2 separate regions of the Rattus norvegicus genome follow, and region 2 is linked to region 1. The links are chromatin contacts, called in public Hi-C maps. All regions are on one chromosome and are shown on one strand. Each heading gives the region's core, a stretch centred on a gene start, on an enhancer-like site or on the middle of the called end of the contact. The rest is flanking DNA. Distances are from core to core; before and after follow the strand shown. Region 1 holds the start of Fundc2 (FUN14 domain containing 2). Region 2 holds the start of Thoc1 (THO complex subunit 1).

What was found. Hi-C and Micro-C count contacts between places; a contact is called where the count stands out from the background.
Region 2: a contact with region 1 is called in a Hi-C map of liver, with 2.9 times the contacts expected there. The contact joins the promoter of Thoc1 here to the promoter of Fundc2 in region 1. A contact is called at or near these places in 3 of 12 Hi-C or Micro-C datasets (frontal cortex, liver and mammary epithelial cells) and 1 of 1 datasets of contacts at active chromatin or transcription factors (oligodendrocytes).

The regions. Positions count from the first base shown.
Region 1 is chr18:150,626-156,763 of GRCr8, reverse strand. It overlaps Fundc2 (FUN14 domain containing 2), which reads left to right and starts at 4,505. Exons shown (of 5, transcript NM_001135757.1): 1 at 4,505-4,638. The coding sequence starts at 4,620. F8 (coagulation factor VIII) reads right to left here and starts at 1,455. Exons shown (of 26, transcript NM_183331.2): 1 at 1,230-1,455. The coding sequence starts at 1,375.
Region 2 is chr18:1,254,408-1,260,313 of GRCr8, reverse strand. Thoc1 (THO complex subunit 1) reads right to left here and starts at 3,654. Exons shown (of 21, transcript NM_001398637.1): 1 at 3,584-3,654; 2 at 1,263-1,336; 3 at 1,115-1,175. The coding sequence starts at 3,637. LOC134482897 (a long non-coding RNA gene) reads left to right here and starts at 4,635. Exons shown (of 2, transcript XR_010059607.1): 1 at 4,635-4,750.

The DNA.
Region 1 (6,138 bases), core at 3,256-5,755:
CGGCTAAAACACGCAGACACAATGGTGACCTTGGCAGAGTGGCTCAGAGGGTCCCCGTGTCTGTTCCTCACAGGTGTGACATGCAGGATAGATGGGAAGCATGATGTGTTAATTCTTTCAGCAAAACATAAAGCAGATGCTGCCCCGCCCTGCCACTCGTGTATATGTACTCAGGTCCACCATAGCCTGTTCACACCTAAACCGTGAGGGATGAGAACCCAAGAAACACGTGACTGAGGCCAGCGTGAAATCCACACACACACTGTGCTGTTATATAAGATTATATACACCACACACACACACACACACACACACACACACACTGTGCTGTTATATAAGATTATATACACCACACACACACACTGTGCTGTTATATAAGATTATCTTTACATAGGCTGACCTATATGGCCACCTCTCTCTAACATGCCAGCAACAGAGGACCACACTGAGTTCCTATGGAATGGAGAATGTATAGAAGCTAAACCAGCTGCGGGAGAATGTATAGAAGCTAGGCCAGCTGCTGGAGAATGTATAGAAGCTAAGCCAGCTGCTGGAGGATGTATAGACGCTGAGGCAGCTGCTGGAGGATGTATAGAAGCTAAGGCACCTGCTGGAGGTTGTATAGAAGCATATTCTATATGCATAGAATCTATAGAATGTACCTAAACACATTCTAATATTATTGATCTCTAAAAATTTCCCAGCATTGGTCTTGGCTATACGTAGAAAACGTCATCATTGCACGCCTGTGCCCTTGAGTTTATTCCCTCCTATAGTCGTTCTATACATTTTCTTCAAATATTTTATGGTCCGTGAGGAAGACTCTCAAATCCAGGACCTTCTATACATTTTCTTCAACTATTTTATTGCGCGGTGCAAACAATCACAAAATACCCGAGCGCGGGGCAAACAATTGGGCAGCTCATGCATCTTCCGTGCAAAAACATACGATATCCGAGCGCTGCACTTAAGCACCGGCTCCGCCCCCGGCCCTCACAGCCCCGCCCCGGCCCTCACAGCCCCGCCCCGGCCCTCACAGGCCCTCCCCCGGTCCTCACAGCCCCGCCCCCGGCCCTCACAGCCCGGCCCCGGCCCCCCACAACCCCGCCCTGGCCCGGTCCGCACAGCCCCGCCTCCGCCCCGCACAGCCCGGCCTCCGCCCCGCCCCAGCCCGGCCCTCATAGCCCCCCGCCCGGTCCCCGGCCCCGCCCCCGAGGACCGACAGTTACCTGGAGTCGCTGCGCTGGGCACCGGAAGCACCACCGCTCACATAGTCCCATGGCAACTCCACGGCGCCCAGGTAGTACTTCCGGGTGGCGCAGGAGCAGAGCGCGCAGAGGCTGAGGAAGAAGCACAGGCCGCGCGCCGCGCGCATGTCTCCCGCCACCGGAGAGAGGCGCGAGCGCCACCCACAGAACCCCCGGCCCAGATATAACTTTAAAAATTCCCGAGCGGGTCGCGCAGGGTTTTGGGGACGCTTCTCGGCCCCGGGAAGAGAGGGACCGGAAACTGAGCCGGGGGCGCGGCTTCCTGTCGGCTACGGGGGGGCGGGGGGGCGCAGGAAAACTGGGACGGGAAGGGCAAGGAGCTGGGGCTTAACCCGTTCCGTGCCGGCAACGGCCTGCGGGGTTCAAATCCTCACATCCGTTGAGCGAATCCTTACATCCGCTGGCCTTGTCGAGGGTGGGGTGGGGTGGGGTGGGGTGGAATGGGGTTGGGGGGTAGGGGGAGAGCCGGGTTCCGGGGTAGCAGAGCTATCCCGGAACAGGTGGTCTCGAGTTGTATTTAAATATATACATATGTGATATGTGTATATATGTATATGTATCTATATAATATACATGTATATGTATATATATGTATGTGTACAATATATATTTAATATTTATGTATATAATATAGTAATATGTATATGTGTGTATGTATAAATGTATAACATATAATGTGATGTATATGTAGGTATGCATATATGTAATATGTATCTGTGTATGTATGTGTATGATATACATGTAATATGCATCATATATAATATACATGTAACATGATATATGTATATGTGCAGCATATAATATACAACATATGTATGAGTTATACATATGTGATATATAGTATATATGTGTAACACATAATTTGTAGGTATGAGTTACATATATGTACATATGTAATATAGTATATGATATACATGTGAAACATCAGTGTTATATGTGTACATGTGTAATATATATGACATACACATGCAACGTATATGATATGTATGAGTTATATGTGTACATATGTAATATGTAGTATATGTGTAACATGTATATGTTATGTGTATTATGTCTTGAATTGTATAAGAAAACAGGCATATGTACATACATATATATATATATATATATATATATATATATATATATATAAAATGTTTAACGGTCAGGTCGCTTACCAGTGCTCCTCCGTGGTCCGGGCTTCAGCTCACCCCGGTTCTCGCCCTGACCTATCAGTGATCTGTTGTCCTATGGAACTATACATTGAAATAAAACCCTGCTGCTTGGGGCCGTGGTGCTGCATTGCAGCAAGGGAAACCTTGAGACGTCCTACCTCTCAGAGGACTGCGAACAACCCTGCCGTGTCACCCATGAGCATACATCTAAAAGGACTTATTCATTCCACTATAGGGATTCTTGTATATCCATATTCATCACCTTTCAGCTCACAATAACTGTGCTGTTGCCAGGAAGTGAACTTGGGACGTCCGGAAGAGCAGTCGGCATGCTAACCACTGGGCCACCCCTCCAGCCCTCAGGTTCTCTCTCACACACACAGGAACGCTAACTCCAGGGTCTTTACGTGTGCATTTTAAATGAGGGCGGCCATAGCGACCGGGAAATGAGGGAGGGGCCAGCGAGGGGACGCGGACTTCGAGGGACAGGGGTGAGAAGGGGATGGGAGAAGCTGGGGTAGTGAAGTGGGGTAGGAATTCTCATATACGTACATAAGAACTTAAATATGAAATATACATGTATACGTACATAAGAATTTAAATGTAAAATATGAAATATACACGTATACGTACAGAAGATAATATATACATAAGAATTTAAATATAAATATATACATACATATAAAACATGTACATAAGAATTAAATATAAAATATGAAATATACACATACATACATAAGATTATATACGTACATAGGAATTTATAAAATATGAAATATACACATGTACATAAGAATACATACATAAGAATTTAAATATAAGATATGAAATAAACATGTATACATACATAAGAATATATGCATATATAAGAATTGAAATGTACACATATACGTACATAAAACGTACGTACATAAGAATTTATAAAATATACACGTATACACACATAATATATTCGTACATAGGAATTTAAATATAAAATACAAAATATACATGTATATATACATAATACATGAGAATTTAAATATAAAATATGAAATATACACGTATACGTAAAGAGGATAATATATGCATACATAAGAATTTAAATACTGTCACTGCTACCACAGGGAGACAACGTCCCTACTGAATACAAATAAATGTACAGCCCAGTGCCAGGAAGACGTCACCACTTTCGGAGGTTGCAGACTGGCTTTGCCCCGAAACATTATATTATTATAGTATTATTATATATGCCCCGAGACATTATATTATTATTATATACGCCCTGAAACATTATATTGTGTTATTATTATATATGCCCCAAACGTTAAATTATTATATTATTGTTACAGGCAATTGCCGATTTTTTGGCAATTCTATATAAGTTGATGGTTGAGACCCTGTTGCTGACCCTGTGACGTACGTGAATCACAAAACAGGCACTGAGGAGGCTTCACAGTGCCGCAAGGTCACGTGTGTGCCATTTGGGGAGTTATTGAGCGACTGTAATGGCTGGCGTGACAAAATATACATGCATGTAAACACACACGTGCCGGACACACGTGCATGAACACAAACACACCCATACACACATATACACGTGCTGGACATACACGCACGAAAACACACATACACGTGCCGGACATACACGCATGAAAACACACACACACACACACATACGTGCTGGACACACGCATGAACACACACACACGAGCCGGACACACACGCTTGAACACGCCCATAGGGACCGGAAACAGCCATTATAACACAAGCGCACATTATCAAGTGGTCGAGTAAGAAGTGTTTTCCAGTACTTAAACAGCGTAGAAACGAACACAGGAAATGACGCAAGTTCCCTGTTTACGTCCATACGTATATATAAAATCGACAAAGGTGACACGGACTCTATTATCTCAAAGGCGGGGACACTTTGCGCACGCGTAGCCGCCATTCCTCTGCTATAGAGGCTCCAGTACACGAAAGACGCCTCACGGAACCTCACCGGGGACCGGAAACAGCAGCCCCACGCGCGGCTCCAGTACACGAAAGACGCCTTACGGAACCAGGTCGCTGGCTCCCACTTACAGGGGACCGGAAACAGCAGCCCCACACGCCGGAAATAGCAGCCGCACACGCCGGAAACCGGCGGCGGGTGACGAACGCCCTTTCCTGAGCTCTTGATCTGAAGTCGTGTCCTCTTGGTACTCCCTCCCCGGAAATGGCCGCCAACGGTCAAGGTAAAGGCCGGAGCATGCGCGCGAGTGCCAGGCTGGACTCGTCTTTGAGGAGAGGCCGAGCGCCCGCTGGGTTCGTCCCTGCGGCGCGGGGAAAGGGCGGCGTGCAGGGGTTTTTAGCAGCGGTTCCAGGATCCGGCCAAGGTCGTGCGTTCCAGCTGGGGTTCGATGTGGTTTCTGCTTAGTTCGAGTTCTTCGGTTCCGCCACTAGGGACGGAGGTGGCGTTTCCGTCCCTCCTTCCTGCGACCCCCGTCCTCCCTTTTGGCTGCAGCCCTGTGTGGAGTGAGTGAGTGAGTGAGTGTGTGTGTGTGTGTGTGTGTGTGTGTGTGTGTGTGTGTGTGTGTGTTTTACACAAAACAACGAATATCTATTAAAAACGAATATCTATTAAAAAACAGTGAATATCTATTAAAGACAAATTTTATATACTATATATGGATTTTTTTTTTTTTATCACGTAGAAGACCGAATTTTCGCGTACGTCCTGGTTTCGGTGCAGCTCATATTCCCGTTCCAGGAAGCATTGGGAGAGATATATACATATATACTGTGTACATTATCTATCGTCTTCTTTAGCCTGGACGGGAGCTACGCTAGAGAGTCCGGTAAAAATAACACTGAATAGATTTAGAGGCCAGAGCTTTTTTTCGTTATTGTTATTATTATTACTACTACTATTATTCCATAAGTATATGGGACTGTAGACCTCTTACATTATTATCGTTGTTATTATTACTGTATACTTTTTAGATTATTATTATTCCATAAGTATCTGTGACTGCAGGCTCTTTAGATTTTTATTATTATTGTTATTAATGTAGACTTTGTAGATTATTATTACTATTATTATTATTGTTATTATTATTCCACACCCCGTCCCGTAAGTTTTCTATCACGGATTCACAGAGAGGCCGTCATAGCAGGAGTAATATCCACGCACACAGAGCCACAGGCAGAATAAGTGATTCGCAGTGTTGGCAGCCATTGCTGTGCAGCCATTGAGACCTCAGCACTGTTCTCTGTCCCTGGCCCCCTCCGTGCATTTAATTCCCAGGTGTTGGAACCCGCCTCGTGCTGGGCCCTTTGACGTAGTTTCCCGTGTTGTAGCGACCCCGGACATGAAATAAAATAATTAAAGTAAAAGAAATAAAATAAAATAAATAGAATATATAAAATAGAATAAATAAAATAAATTTTAAAAATAAAATAAAAGTAAAATTAATTAAATAAAATAAGTGAAACAAAGTAAATAAAATTAATAAAATAAAATAAAATTAGACATAAAATTGTTTCGCGGCGACTTCAGAGTAGAATAAAACAAATAATATAAAGTTTATTCGGCTTTTTTAATCTCCTTACCCTCGGGAGTGGAGTTTTCATCATTTTTTCCTTTGCCCACTGACGACTTAGAAATCACCTGCTTAATGTTACGTACGTTTTACTTTATTTATCCTATATGAACGCCGTCTTCACACGCGGCAGGGCGTCAGATCCCATGGCAG
Region 2 (5,906 bases), core at 2,405-4,904, 1.1 Mb before region 1:
GTGAGTCAATCAAAATCCAGTGGGCTCGGGAAATGTTAACTTTTACCTGACTAAGGTTTTAAGCTTATTGGGTATAGAAGTTCTAAGGCTGTGAGTAAGTCAACAGCAGGACAAAAGCAGGGCCTGGCTTGAATCCATGTTAACCCTGGAGCATTAGCTGAGGGCCTTCTGTAGGAAGGTGACTGCAACAGTGAGCACTCTGACTGCTCTCTGTGCTGTTACACGGCACCAACAGAATGTTACTGCTCTTCTTACAAACAGAACTGAAGCTCTGAAAGAAAAGGGACTTTCTCAGCACCTCATAACAGAGAAGTGATGAAAAAAAGATTTTTTTAAGTCTGAAAAAGTGATCACTTGGTCTGACCCAAAATTATCTGAGAAAAAGGGGGGATACTATTATATTATGGCCATCAGAAGAGAATCTATCACCACGGGCCCCAATTTCTCCTTAATCAAAAATAAATGTTAAAAATTTTTCTTTCATTCAGGATCCCTGCTAAAGGCAATATTTAGATTCTTCATGGTTAAATTTCATCAGCAAAGTTAAACAAGCCTTAGTTACTTATGTATGTTTATAGCTGAGGAAAATCCCACAAGAAAATGAGGACATGTAATCCTCACTCTGGCTTAACATCCTTGAACTAGACTGCTTATGCCTTTACACGGTGTGTCATCATTTATCTAACAAAGTGAGAGTCTACTTTTAAAAAAATGTATTTTGTATACCTGTGTGCATTCTGTATGTGTATGGAGGTCAGAGGACAATTTGCAGGAGTTCTCTCCTTCCAACATCTAGGTTCTAGAGATCAAAGTCAGGACATGGAGCTCTGTAGCAAGTGCCTTGACTTGCTGGGGCATCTTCCCAAGTCAGTCTTTACTTCTTGCTCTTTAAGACTGAATGTCAAAATTTTTCTTATCATCAAAACCTTAAACTGTACCTGAGCTATCAAGAGCCTAAATTAGGACTATCCTACTCAATACAGCTTCTAAAGGCAGAGTGTTCATGCTCAGAAAACATGTCATGAAACATCCATTCCAACAATAAAGCAATTTCTAATAACATGACTTATTAACTGGCCAGCAAATTTTAACAAATAAAGAGGGAAATACTTACAATTTCTTCTTCCAGAACGCCTCTGAAAGCTTGGTCAAGGGTACATTTTTTTTCATTTTCACTATTAAAAACATAAATACCTTCATTTCACAAACAGTTCACTATTATAAACATTCATAAAGTCCTTTTTATGAACATTGCACTTTACCTGCCAGGTAACTGACTGAAGGCATTCAACAATGGCTTGATAGTTTTGTTATTCAAGGCTTCTCTGGTAGATTTCTACAAAAATAAAAATGACAAGTAAATAAAAAGCTTTTGTTGTTTATGAAAATTTACTGTTCATTAATTATAAGTCTTTCTAACTAAAAAAATGTTTTTAACTAAGAAACATTTTCTGCCAGTCATTTTTATTAACTTTTGTTTCTAATGCAACTTAATGATCCTGATCTTTGTCACATGAAACTGGCAAGAGCTAATTTGACATTTGCATCACAGGTTCCCCTTTCCTATATATCATATCCATGCACACTTCCTGCTTTAAAAAAAAAAAAAAACTTGCTAAGTTTAATGGGGCATCCTGCAACCAGCACTGGAAACAATCAGCTTAAGGTCAACCTGAATTCTGAGTTCCCAGCCTAGCTTGGGCTACATAACAAAACCCTGTCTAAACAACACCAATTCAGTTTGGTTCATGAATTACATGTTTGGTTTTCAAATGTTGTAGCTCCCTTAAGACCTACTTCCCACATTACTCTATGGTTACCAGCCTTACACCCACTCTCTAAAAATACACTGAAGCATGGCTGTGTTTAAAGACATTTCCTATCAATCTCATTTCAGCATGTTCACATTCTCACGCTGTTCTTTCTATCTGTTCATTCAAAATCTATATATTCTTTCAGATTCAGCTCAAGGCCTACTACTTCCAAGCGTTTTGCTCAGCTGACACAGTACCAGGGAAATCTTAAGGATGAATAAATAAATGATTGTCTTAAACTGGCCATAATTTATACAGGACAAAAATATTGCATATATTTGGAAAGCTGTCTTATTACTTCATAAAGGCTTCGATGTGTGTTAAGTGTCCATTACTGGCTCCATCACTAGGTAAGTTGAATAACCTGGGGTTCATTCTCTTTTTGATTCCCCACCCTCACCAGTTAAAATGAGTGGCGCTGCAGATAGATCCTTGCTATTATCAGTGGCAGTGGCACTGCATGGGAACTTATTAAAAAATGCAGAATCTAAGCAGGGCAATCTAGTACGCACCTTTAATCCCAGCACTCAGGTGGCAGAGGCAGGGAGACCTCTAGTTCTAGGACAGCTAAGGCCTCACAGAAAACCCTGTCTCCAAACACCCAGAATCTCTGGCTTAATGAATAAGTATCTTCATTTCACAAGATCTCTACATGGCAATACCACACAGCAAAGCCGAGAACTACTAATCTAAATGATCCCTAATTAAACAGTGCTGTAGTTCAGTAGTGGAGTTCTTTGCTTCTACTCCCAGGACTGAGAAAAAGGGTCGGAGGGAGATGTTCCTTTCAGGGCTACTGTAACAGAAGAAAACGTCTCTAATGACATAAGCAAGGCATAATCTTTCAAAACCAAACACCTTGCAAAGCAGAAAATGGTTAAAACAACTACTGATTATGAAGAATCTCTTTTCTCTCACATAAGTTTCCTTCTGGCATCAGTACAATTACCTAAACACAGTTACATATCTAAGTCGAAACGTGCATGTAATCTTAGTACAGATGGTATAGATTATGGGCCCAATAGCTTATAAGAGTGTTCTTTATACATATATTGCTGTGATGGACAACAGAAAAAGGACCGTGGACTTAAAGTCAGAAAAACGAGAAAAGTCAGTCAACTTAATTTTGTTTTTTGAGGGGTTAGAGGTGTCTTAGTTTCTAGCTCACGCACTAGAGACAAAAAAAAAAAAAAAAAAAAAAACTTTTAGTGTTACTCTGACACATAAACCATCATAAAGTGTTTCCTAAATGCTCAACAACCTTTTCCCAAACAGGCAAAACGAAACAGCAGCTGGTAACTCTTCGGAGTTGGTAACCCTTCCCAAGGTGATCAGTTTGCCTCTTCCCGGTTAGGAGCTCCTTATCCATCTCTGGATGAAATGAGCAAGACGAAGGGGGGCTAAACTGACTAACTGACTGCTAGATTAGCCACCAGGTAGTGTAGGAGGCGGGGCGGAAACAGACTTCAGGGCTCCTGCCCGAGAAACCTGCTCCGCCCAGCTAGATGAGCTGAAGCTGACTGAGCTAATCTATGGGTGAAGTTTCCATGCTCGCCCGCAAGAAAACGGCAAGAACCAGGGATTCGCCAGCGGAGGGGCAGAGGACCCACAGACGAGTAGTCAGTGTGCCTTTCCCTTAATGTCAGTCCCGGAAAGGGCCAGGAGCAGACCCAGCTGTGAAAATCCTTCGGTCTCTTGGAAATTTTCAGCGAGAGAAAGGAAAAGAATAGAACCAGGTCAGAACCACGGCCGTCAGCCCCCAAGCTCACCGTAAACCGCGTCCGCGCCTCGGGCAAACTGAAAAGCGCCGGCGTCGGAGACATCTTGGTTGCGCGTGCCCACCACCGTACTGCGGCTCACAGTGATGACGTCAGGTTGGGAGCAACGAGACGGCCCGGCACACACAGCTAGAGTGGCCAGCGGTGATATTCTCCGGTGCAATCTGGCTCAGCCGTATGACTCATAGGCCGGGCTCTGGGACCACACTAGAATGGAGCGGTCTAGGGTGTCTCGCGCAGTCAGCTCCGCCCTGGGCACAGACAAGGCTGGTTTTCTCGGCAGACGAATGACGGCTTGGTGCAGTTTCAGGGGCGGCACCGGAAGGTAGCGCTCGCGAGAAGCCAGTTTGCCTGAAGAAGCAGACGCACTGTGGCAGCACTATCTTGTTACTTCAAGGGCTGTGATGAATTTTGAACTGATACATCTTTCTTACTGCTTGGAGGATGCTTAGCCTCAGAGAAAAATGGGGTCAACACATGAAACAGTTGAAAGATGGGTTGAGAAAATTTAAAGGGCGGGGGGAGTAGGATCTTAAATGGGATGGAGATATGGATTGTAGCAGCTTGAGCTCTGAATTATTTCATGTTCAAGTATAGCTCTACCCATCCGTCTAAGTTGCATGAACCCAGTAAATCCTTTCTATAATAGCCTAATGCTATTAAAAGTTAGACTTGATCTCTTATCAGTCTCATCTGATTAATGCAAGAACTGAGGGGCAATTCATTTGCAATTACTTAAATTTCCTTTTCATTTTTCAAACTCAAAATGAATTTGGGCCACAGACGTCCTGAATGGGATCAACTGATGATCCAGGGTCCCCATGAGCCTAATGAAGTTAGTAGCTGGATTTGCCTCTAAGCAGTACTTTGTGAATCTATACATAGGGTGAAAGCTGAATTCAGTGGACGTGGATGAGAATATGAATCTTATCCCCACACTGACTGGAGAGATACAGTGAGAGTCTTTTCTAGTGTTACATTACTAGTGGCTCTAATGTCAGCCGAGCAGTTGTAGAGAGAAAAAAAAAAGATTATTATTTTAGTCTGAGTTATCACTGAACACTGAGTTCTTCTGTCCAGGTAATTTACTCTGAAGGTTTTCCAAGGAAGAAGGGCAGTGGAACTGGGAACAATGAAACAGAAAAGCCAATGTATAAGGTATATTTTTAGGATTGGTCAATTGTGTTAGGTTTTTTCTATAGCTGTGACAAAAATGCCTGACAGGAATAACAGATGGGAAGAGAAAGTTATTTTGTCTCATGGTGCAGAGGATATCATCTGCCATGTGGCTGGAATGGAATGGTTCATGGAAGTAGGAACTACAGCACAGCTGGTTGATATTGTCACAGATCAGGAAGCATAGAGCACAAAGCAAGTAGGGCCAGGTTGTAACCCTTAGTGGTCTGTACTTAGTGGCCTAAATCCAAAATCTAAGGTTCCACAGTCCATCAAAATAGTGCTACCATTTGAGGACCTGGTGTGCAAACACATGAGCCTGTGGGGGACATCTGAATTCAAACCATAGCACTGTTTGGGTGACTGGGATTCAATTTTTGTAAAAGTAACTTTTATTTACCTGATGTGATTGTCATCTCTGAGACTTACTGTTGAATAAGCTCACCCTTTCTTGTTCTTTCTGAACTCTGGCTAGCTAGTTCAACTTAGCTGCTCTGGCTCAAATTCTCCAAGCTGACTAATTCAATCTGGCTTCCCTCAGCTTCTTAGTGAATTGTTCTGCTTGGCCTCAAACTAATGCTGGCAATTTGTCCTAATCTTCTGGCTCCTTATTCTCTGGGCTCAACTGCCTCTGCTGACTTGTGCCGAACTCACGAATAAACTCAACTCCACTACCCTGCACTGATTCCCAGTTGACTGAACTCCTCACTCACTCAACTGACTGACTGACTCCCTGTGCTGCTCTTAAATAGCTTCCATGAGAGTGAGCATATCCTATCTCTGACTCATTTTGTCAAATCTTTCTCTGATTGGTCACTTTATCCATCAATTAGATGTAAATATTTGGGATTAAAGGGCATGACTATATTCTAGCTAGATCACACAGATCTAAAACGTCTTTGAATGTGATCAGAGAAGTCGTGTTGCTGGATTAAAATTCCTGTACAATTTTACTGAGACCTTTTGAGAGGCTGTATTTAGTACACCATTATATGATTTGTCCAATGGGAATGGGCAGCCCCTTTAAGTATAAATTATGATGGGAGATGGGTTTGAGGATGCAACTCGTGTTGGTAGAGTGTTTGCTTATCAGTGGTGAAGCCCTGGGTTTGATTGGCTATATAGTGAGTTCTAGGCC